Regions from separate parts of the Anser cygnoides genome. Here region 1 is linked to region 2. Evidence: chromatin contacts called from public Hi-C data. All regions are on one chromosome and are shown on one strand. Each heading gives the region's core, a stretch centred on a gene start, on an enhancer-like site or on the middle of the called end of the contact. The rest is flanking DNA. Distances are from core to core; before and after follow the strand shown.

Evidence for each region. Hi-C and Micro-C count contacts between places; a contact is called where the count stands out from the background.
Region 1: a Hi-C map of liver shows a contact between it and region 2, with 1.7 times the contacts expected there. The contact joins the enhancer-like site here to the promoter of SLC2A13 in region 2. A contact is called at or near these places in 3 of 7 Hi-C or Micro-C datasets (granulosa cells and liver).

Annotation. Positions count from the first base shown.
Region 1 is chr1:16,322,450-16,327,819 of Taihu_goose_T2T_genome, reverse strand. It overlaps KIF21A (kinesin family member 21A), which reads right to left. Exons shown (of 34, transcript XM_066989881.1): 7 at 4,859-4,974; 8 at 546-741. Among named protein-coding and RNA genes, the nearest start is that of KIF21A, 42 kb to the right of the region's middle. Within about 2 kb of position 3,684, at least 1 of the 3 cell types and tissues checked has open chromatin away from gene starts, as enhancers often do. A contact at or near this core is called in liver, where this site is marked.
Region 2 is chr1:16,015,316-16,020,093 of Taihu_goose_T2T_genome, reverse strand. SLC2A13 (solute carrier family 2 member 13) reads right to left here and starts at 2,128. Exons shown (of 10, transcript XM_048068473.2): 1 at 1,369-2,128. The coding sequence starts at 1,915.

The DNA of each region.
Region 1 (5,370 bases), core at 2,435-4,934, 310 kb before region 2:
ATGTCTGGCCAACATCTTAGCACTTGGGTCCTGCCTGCATAGCTCCATATTAGCCTGAAATACAAGTTCTTGAGGAGGTTAAGAAATGAAAAGTCAATCTGTATTAAATCAGGATACTATCTCAAGTATAACAGAGGAAGATGATGTTATTTGGTAACCACATTTATTGCTGAAAGCATTATCTTTAGTTTAAATTTTCAGGAAGAAATGGGCATTGTGAAGTATGACTATTTAGCTTGTATAATTTAAAAACTATTTTTAAAACACAAATACTTTTAGCTCTCTAGTAAGTTTTTAAAAGCAGTACCCAATAACTGTTCACATATTCCTTCATATGCCAATCTAAACTGTGATCATTTTCACTTTGAAAGTGACTATTTCTCATCACTAAGCATGAGAGCATCTGGTAATGACTGGAAGTGCTTATATAAATGAGTGTTACTATCCAATTTTTTTAGTGTGTGAAATGGAATCAGCCAACAGAAAACAAGCTGTAGAACTATAATCATTTTAGAGCAGAAGAAATCCTAAAAGGATACACTTACTGTTTTGTATTCCATAAGCTCCATCTGTAGCCGTGTAATCTCACTGCGCAAAGCATTTATTTGTTGACTAGCCCTATCCTGATTAACCATCACCTTGTTCTTGATGTTTCGTGCCCGATTTGCGTACTTCAATGTGTTCAAGGTTTCCATGAAGTCTCGATCTGACGGGCTCACACACGCTATCATGAGTGTTTGACTGCAAGTTACAAACATAGGTTAGCTTTACAAATCAAGAACAAAAAGAGTACAGAGAAGCTAATGGGTCTTCATATAGAAGGTGAAAAAAGATGCAGTGACTTCATAACATTTGTGAATTTTTTTTAGATCTAGCTCACTGTAGCAGAAGACTGTCAACCACAAAGTTCCAGCACTGTTACATCTTGTATCACCCTAGCATAGTATAAGAGAGAGATCATTAATTGTTCTACATGTTAAATTATAAAAGCAATTAACTGATGTTCCTAGAAATCTTGTTCAGATTATATTCAGTTTTCCTAATCACATGTAAACTGAGATTAAAATACTTCAAGGCAACCTGAGGCCTCAAATAGTGATTTGGATCATGTTAGTTGTCAGGACTAATTAATTCATGAGGTGCTACCCACTTAATCTGGAAGCTGCCCAAACACTCACCTTCAGCTGCCCGTATGTGCCCAGAACTTCATAAAATACCTGTCTTCCACCTATCTTTTTCTACTGAGATCCAAACTGCCTAAATTCTTCAGCTCCAAATATCTGCTATACCAAAAGAAGCCCAAAAGATAGTACTTATCCTCAGTACACCTGGCAAGAAATTAATTCCATGTTTTGCAACACCACTTAAGCTTAGAGCACCTCCATAAAAAGGAGCAATAGTTGAGCTCTATGCACAAAACAAACAACTACTTCCTGTGCTCCTCTCCACCCTCTAGCCATCCCATCTTGGGATATACAAGGTGAGAACATGCTCCCTGCTCCAAGAAATAGACTGTAAAAAAAAAAGGTGGGGGGGGAAAAAAACAAAGAAAAAAATGCCTTTCATTCCAGCCTAATGTTTTAGTTATTCGCCTGGTAAGGGGAGGAACCAGGATCACACACTCACTCTTATTTCACATGAGACAAGAACAGTTTGGAGGGGTCAGAACCAGAATTCCAGCTGTAGATCCTAGCTTAAAGGCACCAATATGCCCTAAGTTCTCAATAGACAGGGGAAAACACATATATAGGAGGTGACTGGATCATCCCCAGCAGGCTTTAGAGGAACGTGCTTCTCTTTGTTGTACGTGGAAGCTTAGGTGGTTGTGTTAGGAGTGCACTGTCTTCAGGGCAATGGAGAAATATCTGCATTAGACAGACTGGATCTGATCTTCGCCTTCTGTAATTTCAGATCAAGAAAAACAAATTACTTCTTGAAACCCTTTGTGAGGCAAGTGATTATATTCACCTTACACACTGGGAAACTAAACTAAAAAGAGTAACTAGCCTGAGGACACGGGATAGACTCAGTATGTAAGACAGGACTAGATTTCTGCAATTCTCTCTCAGATCTCCTGTGTACCATTGCATCACCTCCCCAGACTTGTGGAGTTTAGTCCTAAAGATATGAATATGCTAGATTAAGAAAATAATAGTAATTCTGAGATCAGGACTACTTGTGCTTTCAGTTTAGAATCTGACTCCTTTTCTAAGCCTCAGACAACTGCTTCTGCTAGCTTTCTTAAAAACTGAGCAACTCAAACTCCACTTTCCTATCTGCATTTTGTAGTGGACTCATTTTTAAACACCATTCTACTCCTTTTATTTTTCCACTTCTTTAAAATGCCTCCCTGAAATCTAGAGAGTGCTCCATATTTTAACTTGAATAACTCAAGAAGCATTAATGCTTAAATGCTGCTTCAAAACTGTTACAGAATTGTATTTGTATTCTAACCTGAATTATATTCTAACCTGAATCACTACCAGCAAATCTTTTTAAGTATTTGCAAAAGAGAATGGCTAATGTGGACTGTAGTACCTAGGGTGGAATTTGAAAAGCTATGGAAAAGTCTAGCAGGAATCTAATAATCTGATTTCCCTGAGGAAAAAATGCATATTTATTAAAATTTAGCTTTCCCACAGTTTGTTTGCTAAAGCATGGATATGAAATTATTTAAGTTGTGTTACAATGTGCAACTCTTCCTTAACAGCAAATTACTAATTTTTACCTGTCTTGTCATGTATATTACATGAATAAAAATGAGGGGTGGGAGAAAAAAAATGAACATCCGTCAGGAACAGAAATAATATATCTTCATAACCTTGTAAATGATCTGGAACTGCATTTGCTGTCTGCATTTTACAGTAAGCTGTAATTTCTCTTGAAGTACAGAAGAGGGAGCAGTTGAGCTACCAGACAAAAAATGTTTTGAGTCAAATTAAAATAATATTTCAGTAAAAGTGTAATTTTAGAAGCAGCTTGAAAAGTGACTATTAGCTGGTGTATTTGATATAAAATTAGTCAAGAAATGCTATTTGTAAAGTTATTTCCAGAAACAGCTTGGAAGTCATGCACTCGGTTTCTCCTGATTTTTCCCTATTATTGGGTTTCTTCCTCCGTTAAACACTTTTGAAAATCCTAGCCTTTATTTTACCCATTTTTTATATCTCTGTGCTGCAATACTGCAGACTGTTACTGAAGTTATATCTCTGAAGAACAGAGCAGTGATTTAAGAAATCTCCACTTCTCCCTATTCTTTTGTGAAATGCCCAGAATACTTCCTGCCCCCCTGAGGACAGCAGTCAGCCATATCAGATTAAATAGAGCAATAAATGTACTAGCTTGCTAAAACATACTTAACTACGGTCCCTTTTGTCTTTCTACATGTTCATGTTGCATGTTTGCTTAGAGCTTCCAGAGCCTAAGCCTCTCTTCCTCGTCTTTATGCAGTACATAGACAGAGAAGGGTCGTACAAACAGTTCTGGTGACACAGTTGTTTGATTTTACTCGTCTCTAACTCACCACCAGATAACTGGACATATCCACAATATCCTGAAATAGACAACCTTTATGAAAAGACGGCAGTGTATGTGCTAAGCTGCCTTGCTCAACAACAAAGGGTACTTTGTGCAAGGAGAACTGGCTGCATGAAGCTCCTGCTCATGGTGATCAGAGCAGACAGTGAGCCTGTGCCCACAAGGGCAGCAGTCGGAGCTAGACAATCTAATTTGCAAATGTGGTTTGGGCTCCCTAGCTAATAGATGGCAACACATGCTGACGCAAGCCAGCAGACATCCAGGGAGAGACATCAGCCAACAATAAAGCTTTCCTGAGAGGTAAGGCTGACATCAAAGTCAGCATGAATGCCTCTGCAGAAACGTCTCTCTGCTTTTAGGCCTTCATCTGGCTCTTACAAGGCACAGCTTCAGCAGCAGCCAGCATCTATGAGGACTTCACAATATGAAATGCAATTATAAATATAAATAGTAAGGGCACAGTATCGTTAATCCCCAAGCCTTAGCCCTGTGGATGCAATGCAGTCACCTCCATGGTAACCAACACAAACCGTGGCAAAGGGCTTGAATGAAGAAATATAACTGGATGATACCTGTAACTGGATGGTGAGTAAATAATGGGATAACTGCACGCAGATAACCACAATGCTACCTCTTGGGGAGGGAAAAGGCATGAGAAAAGGGACTGAAGGGAAATTAGTGACAAAAAAAAATCAAACAGAGAACACAAAATTTGAGAAGTTAAAATAGCAATAGTCTGACGAAGTTCTCCAGGGAGAATTCTGGTGTTTTTTGTTTGTTTTGTTTTGTTTGTTTGTTTTTACAGTTGTATTTAAAGATAGACGAAGTCAAAGTCACCTCCTCTGTTACTATACTGGCAACACATCAAAAGCCAGTATTGTTTAACAATTCAGGTTAAAAAAAAGCAACAAAAACATCTGCTTGAAGCAGAAAGCCACCATGGCTTTAAACTATGCTGTAATTCATAAGGCTATGACACAATAACAGATTTAACATTTATGGTACCTATAATCTAAAGAGGAAGGACTTGTCCTTTACTTAGAAGTTATCATTTCCAGGTAACTCAAAGCCCCATGTCTAGTAAAGCTACAACAGCATTGAAAAGAATGATGCAAAAAGCCTCTTTAATATCTTTTCCTTGCGTTGCCAGCATTTCCAATCATAACAGTCATTTCCAATCATAACAGTCATTTAGTTTTGGAACCTCCCACCAACAAACAATAATAAAGATAACAACTCTCTTTAAGGGCTATTTTACTTTCTGAAGATCATGTACTCATTCACTTCCATTCACAATGAAACATGCAAAATATTCCCGTACCTGTTTCCCCCAAGGGAGTCTTGAAGTAGCCTTGTAAGCTTTGAATCTCTGTATGGTACATGAGTTGCCTTCTTACTTTTATCTCCCAACGCACTTATTACATTGCCAAGAGCTAGCTGTAAAACACAAGTTCACATTACATGCAAGTTAGAATGAATTCCTGGGTAGCTTTATTTTAAAAATCAGTCACAAACTCCAGCCTGTGCATTGGGAGGGTGGGGCGTAGAAATCACATGACAGTTAACATACTAAAAAAAGTATTTCTTTATGTTTTTACATTGGAAATGATTTGATTTACTGTTAGCATGGAAATTTATAAATGTTTATTGTACAGTCTGGTATCTTCAGGAACAAAGAGCTTAACACAGTTGTGTGCACTTTCTATTGATATCTCACATCATTCACAAACTAAGTTAGAACTACTTCATGTAACGAACACTTTGTTTCAGTGATTATTAAAGCTTGTCTATGCCTCTAATGGTAGCCACATTATCTTTAAAATTGATCTTTAT
Region 2 (4,778 bases), core at 879-3,378:
CACTCCCTCCACCTCCAGAAGATGTCAATGTAACCGGTTATGCCCATCAAATAAAATAGGAAGGTTTTCAAGTGCTCAAGAGGGTCCCATTTGGTATTTCAGTAGCTACCACTAAACGCAAGGACACCATCAAAATACCCATTCTGCCCCCTCACATCGTAATTCTGTTTTCTTGTCTCCTGAATGTTACAAAGGTTATCAACGTTTGGCAGTCTGAAGCCTTGATTTAAAGTATACAGGGGGTTAGCACTTAAAACAAATAAAAAATAAAAAACTAAGCCCCCAGTTTGGGGTAGGAAAACCGCAACCTGGAGATGTCCCTTACTGCACAGGAAAACCAGCAGGAGCCCTTCTGAGGACGGAGCCAATTTTATTTCCGACAGCCTTTATTATGACTCACTAACTTCTTTCCTTAATAAGACTATGAATTGCATCCCAGCAAGCGTGTTTATAGCATGCCAGAGGATTCAAAAAATTATTCAATGGTTAAGAAACTGAACGCAGTTATGCAGAGGAAACCAGCCTACTTCTTAACTTGTCCTTATGCTTTTAGATAGGGAGGGCTGCAAGACTGTAGCCAGAAAGATTTACTTATTTTTTTTTTTTTTAGATACTATAGTGCAAGGACTTTTAACACACTCACAGTGCCTATCTCTGATGATGAATATTGCCCAAACTACAGTCTGACAGGGAGGCAGCTGAAGAGAAACCAAAATTCTGGGGACATTTAGGATTTACCTTGAGCAGAAAGGAGGCTCAAAGGTTGGAGGAAACACTCCCCATTGCTTCAAGCTCTCTGGGACAAGTACAGCGAAAGTTTTAGCAGAATCGACTGCTCGCCAGTTACACAACGGGTACAGGTGGGCGAGCGCGTTCAGTTCTGCAAGATGTCCTTAACAGAGCCCAAAGCCTCCGAAAGCAAATGTCACCGAGAGGAGGCTGCTGCCTCAGCAGTACTACCTGATTTTGTCCCCACAGCATTCCCTGAATGCCCCATAGCAGCCAGAACCACACAGGGAGCGGGAAGAGAGGTATTTAGAGCCCAGAACGACGGGCATGCTCTCAGACCCCCCTCAAACCTCCAGCTTACGGCGTGAGCCCCCCGGGATGGGCTGGCAGGGATGGGGACACCCCCTCCTCAAGCAGCCAGCTCCCCAAAACCCCACAGCACCCCCGGGGAAGGTCCAGGCACCCACATCCACGCCGGGATCTGCCCGCAGCCCCCCTTTCCCTGCAAAACCAGCCACCTCGGGGACCCACAGCGCACATTTCGGGGGGACAAGCAGCCCGCTCTCGCCTCCCCGCTACATAAACGGGAGACGGGGGGAGGTCGTAGGGGGGGGGGGTCCCGCCGGGTCGGCCACTCACCGATGCCCAGTCCCACCACCACTCGTCCCCCCAGCAGGGTCTCCTTGTCGCGGGCGGCCGCCAGCACGCCGGCCCCCGCCGTGAAGAGGCCGCTGGCCAGCAGGATGCAGGGCCGCCGGCCGCACAGCCCGTTGAGGACGCCGCCGGCCAGGGCGGAGAGAGCGGCGGCGCCCACCGTGCTGGAGACGAGCAGCTCCTGCCACAGGGCGTCCAGGTTGAGCTCCCGCTTGAGGAGCAGCAGGGCCCCCGACACCACGCCGGTGTCGTAGCCGAAAAGGAAGCCCCCCAGGGCGGAGAAGACCGACACCACGTAGACGAAGCCGGGGGTCTCGTCCTGCTGGAACTGCCGCCGAGCCGCCCGCTCCAGCTCGGCGCCCGACGCCGCGCTGTTGAGGCTGGAGCACGACTCGGCGGCGATCAGGCTCCGCTCGCCCGCCGCCGCCGAGCCGGCGGCCCCCTCCGCCTGCTGCCGCCGCCGCTTCTCGCCCATCAGGTTGCTCAGGCTCCGCAGCGTGTACTCCACATTGTCGCTGGCCTTGCGGGACATGGGACGGCCGCCGCGGGTCCCGCCCCGCCCGGGGGAGGGCAGCGGGGATGGGGAGGCGGGCGGGCGGCTGCCGGGCTGCGGCGGTGGCGGTGGCTGCTGCCGGCGGTGGCGGTGCTAGCCCTGCCCGCCCCTCCCGGGCCAGCGCTCAGCCGGGTCGCATAGCCACACTTGAGGGGAAGTTGCCGCCGCCGCCGCCGCTCCCAGCGCCCGGGCGGAGCTGGAGGCGGGGGCGGGCGGGGACAGCGGCCAGCGCGGCCCGGAGGGAGCCAGGGGCCGCCCCTCGCCGCTCCGCGCAGCCGCCCCGGGGCCGCGCCCGCGCACTGAGAGCCGCCATCGCGCCGCCCAGCGCCTCCCTCACGGCCGGCGGGAGCCGCTCCGCGGGGGAGAAGCCGCCCCGTGAGGGGCCCCCGTCCCGCCGCCCGGCCATTTTGTGCTCCCCGCGGCGGCTCGCCGCCCCGCTCCGAAGCGCCGGTCCTCCGGTGCCTCCGCCTCGCAGAGCCCCCCCCCGGGGGCGGCGGCAGCCCCCGCTGGAGAACCGCGGTTAAAATCAATAAACTCGGTCGTTTTATCGAGCAACATTCAGAGTTCGCACCTGTGGTTTTCTAAAGCGCCGAGTGGCCAAAGTGTGTGTGTGAGTGTGTGTGTGGGGGGGGGGGGGTCTAGGCCAATCTTTAGTGTCAAAGAGGAACAGGTTTGTTAGCATAAAAGAGGAAGAAAAAAAAATTGGGGATTTTTTCATGTTTATTGTCAAAATGAAAGCATAGCGTTTTGGTATCTTTAAGCGTTTTTTATTTGGGGTTCTCACCAGTGTAAAGATGAAGGTTTAAATCAGACGGAATACAGTGGAATAACGCATTTTTTTTCTATTATTTTTTCAGTGGTTTGGTAGGAAAACTGTGCCTCCTGGTGGAGAGTAGATGAAATATAAGTGCGTGTTTCCTTCGGAGGAAACGAGCATTTGCTGGCCAATATCCACGGCAGAGCCTCCTAGGCGTAACGCAAACCTTCCTGACAGAAGAAGTCATACCAGAATATCACCAGTTGTGCTTCATTCTTGAGGCCTGATCTAACAGCGTGTATTGAAATAAACACAGTTTTCCTACTGACTTAACTGTCTTCTGTAAAGGTCTTCATAACGAGCCCAGCCCATAGGTGGAAAGTTTTGGTAATTAACTGGATCGGCACTTCTCGGCCCACACCTTGTGAGCAGTACTAGTCACAGCCACATCAGCTACAAATTGAGAAGGGGAGCAAAGTCCTACAGGGCCTGCTGCACGCAACCTCGTCAGTGCTTTGCCTCTGCCTCAAAGCAAGCTGTGAAAGGCTGGTACTCTGCTCCGGGTAACACTGACTGAATACAACAGTGAGCTCTGGCTACTAAACACAAGATACTAACAGCTGTCTATGTAGTGAATCCAGTTAGCGACAGATGTGGCAGAGGATTTTAAAATATAATAGGTCAGCTTCCACGTTTGAGAAACCTAAGTAAGAATTAAATGTTAACATTCTGATGCTTTTAATCGAGATTTGGATAATATGGTGTAATTGGCACAGAGCGTTCCTCATTCCTTTACAGCCTGTTATGGCCCAGCCCAGCACTCAAGCAAGACCCAGACAAACCCATCCAAGCTGTAGCATCAGGAATAAAGCTGTGCTGCAAGAAACTGTCATTCCCTCAGGTCCGGGAGCTCTCCGGGAGCAGACTGGCTTGCGTTTCTAAAATGCCACCAGTGGAGAGATCTGCAATGTTCCAGAAACCTCCCGACTCACCCAAGAAGCACAGCGCTCACTACTTGTATGTGGAAAGCCCAACTATAAAATGTGGGACACAGTGCATTAAACAGAAAATATTCACACCAAATCCCTAGCCAGCTAGAAGGAATGCTCTCACAGCATATTGTCACAACAGCTGGCTGTCACAAAAACAACCTGTCTTTTTAACAGCCATCTCAGAAGCTGGAGGCATTCTGTATGTTATAGTCAATAGGGACTCAAGAGAGCTAACAAAAAGAGCTTTTTTTTTTCCATGGCTAGCCCAACACAATCAAAAATAGACATATTTCTCTTCAGATCATGCTGTCAAGCTTATCTCTTAAAAGTATTCCCTGAAGAAACACAACAAAGAAGTTCAGCTGCAGGATACACTACACTGAAGAGTGACTGCATGAGAAAGAGGGAGGATTTGTTTGTTTTGTGTGTAGATTTTCATTACTGTGATCATCTCTCCATAGCACCTGGATTTCATGATAACAGCTGCCTTATAAATGATTTCACAGTAATGCAGAATGTCGTAGGTGTGATTAGTAATCTAAGACTTGGGGGTCAGATCCAAAAGGATTTGTGTGGATGTTAGGCATGCTATTCTTTCAGGAGACTAACTGTTTAATTGTAAGACTGTTCAAGACTCGCTGCACCTCTTCATCCCTCCCTACAAGGTGTGTTTGCACAACTGTTTGCAAGGCCATGTTGTGAACTAGGTCAAAGAGCGTGTCCAGCTTTAATAAACCCAACATGATTTTTTCCATTTCAGCATACAGCAGGAATAATTACAGGATTTTACTGCTTATATATTGTTGATACATGGCCCAGAACTCCCCCAGGCCTGAATATCTGGGAGTTAGCTGCTGTCTCAGGATTTATTGGCGTTCGAAAGCAGGTGGATCGGTGCCTAAATCTCCTGGCTATTTCAGTCCAGCCAAGATGCACAGTGAGATGCAGTAGGTTTTGTTTTTACAGCCTAATGGTTGATAGCCTCACCTAGGAAGTAGGACACCTGAATCACAGATTTGCTTCATCCCAAGAGGATTTAAATGTGTCTCGCACCTCCCAAGAAGACTGTAGGTTAAACTGGGGAAAAGATGGG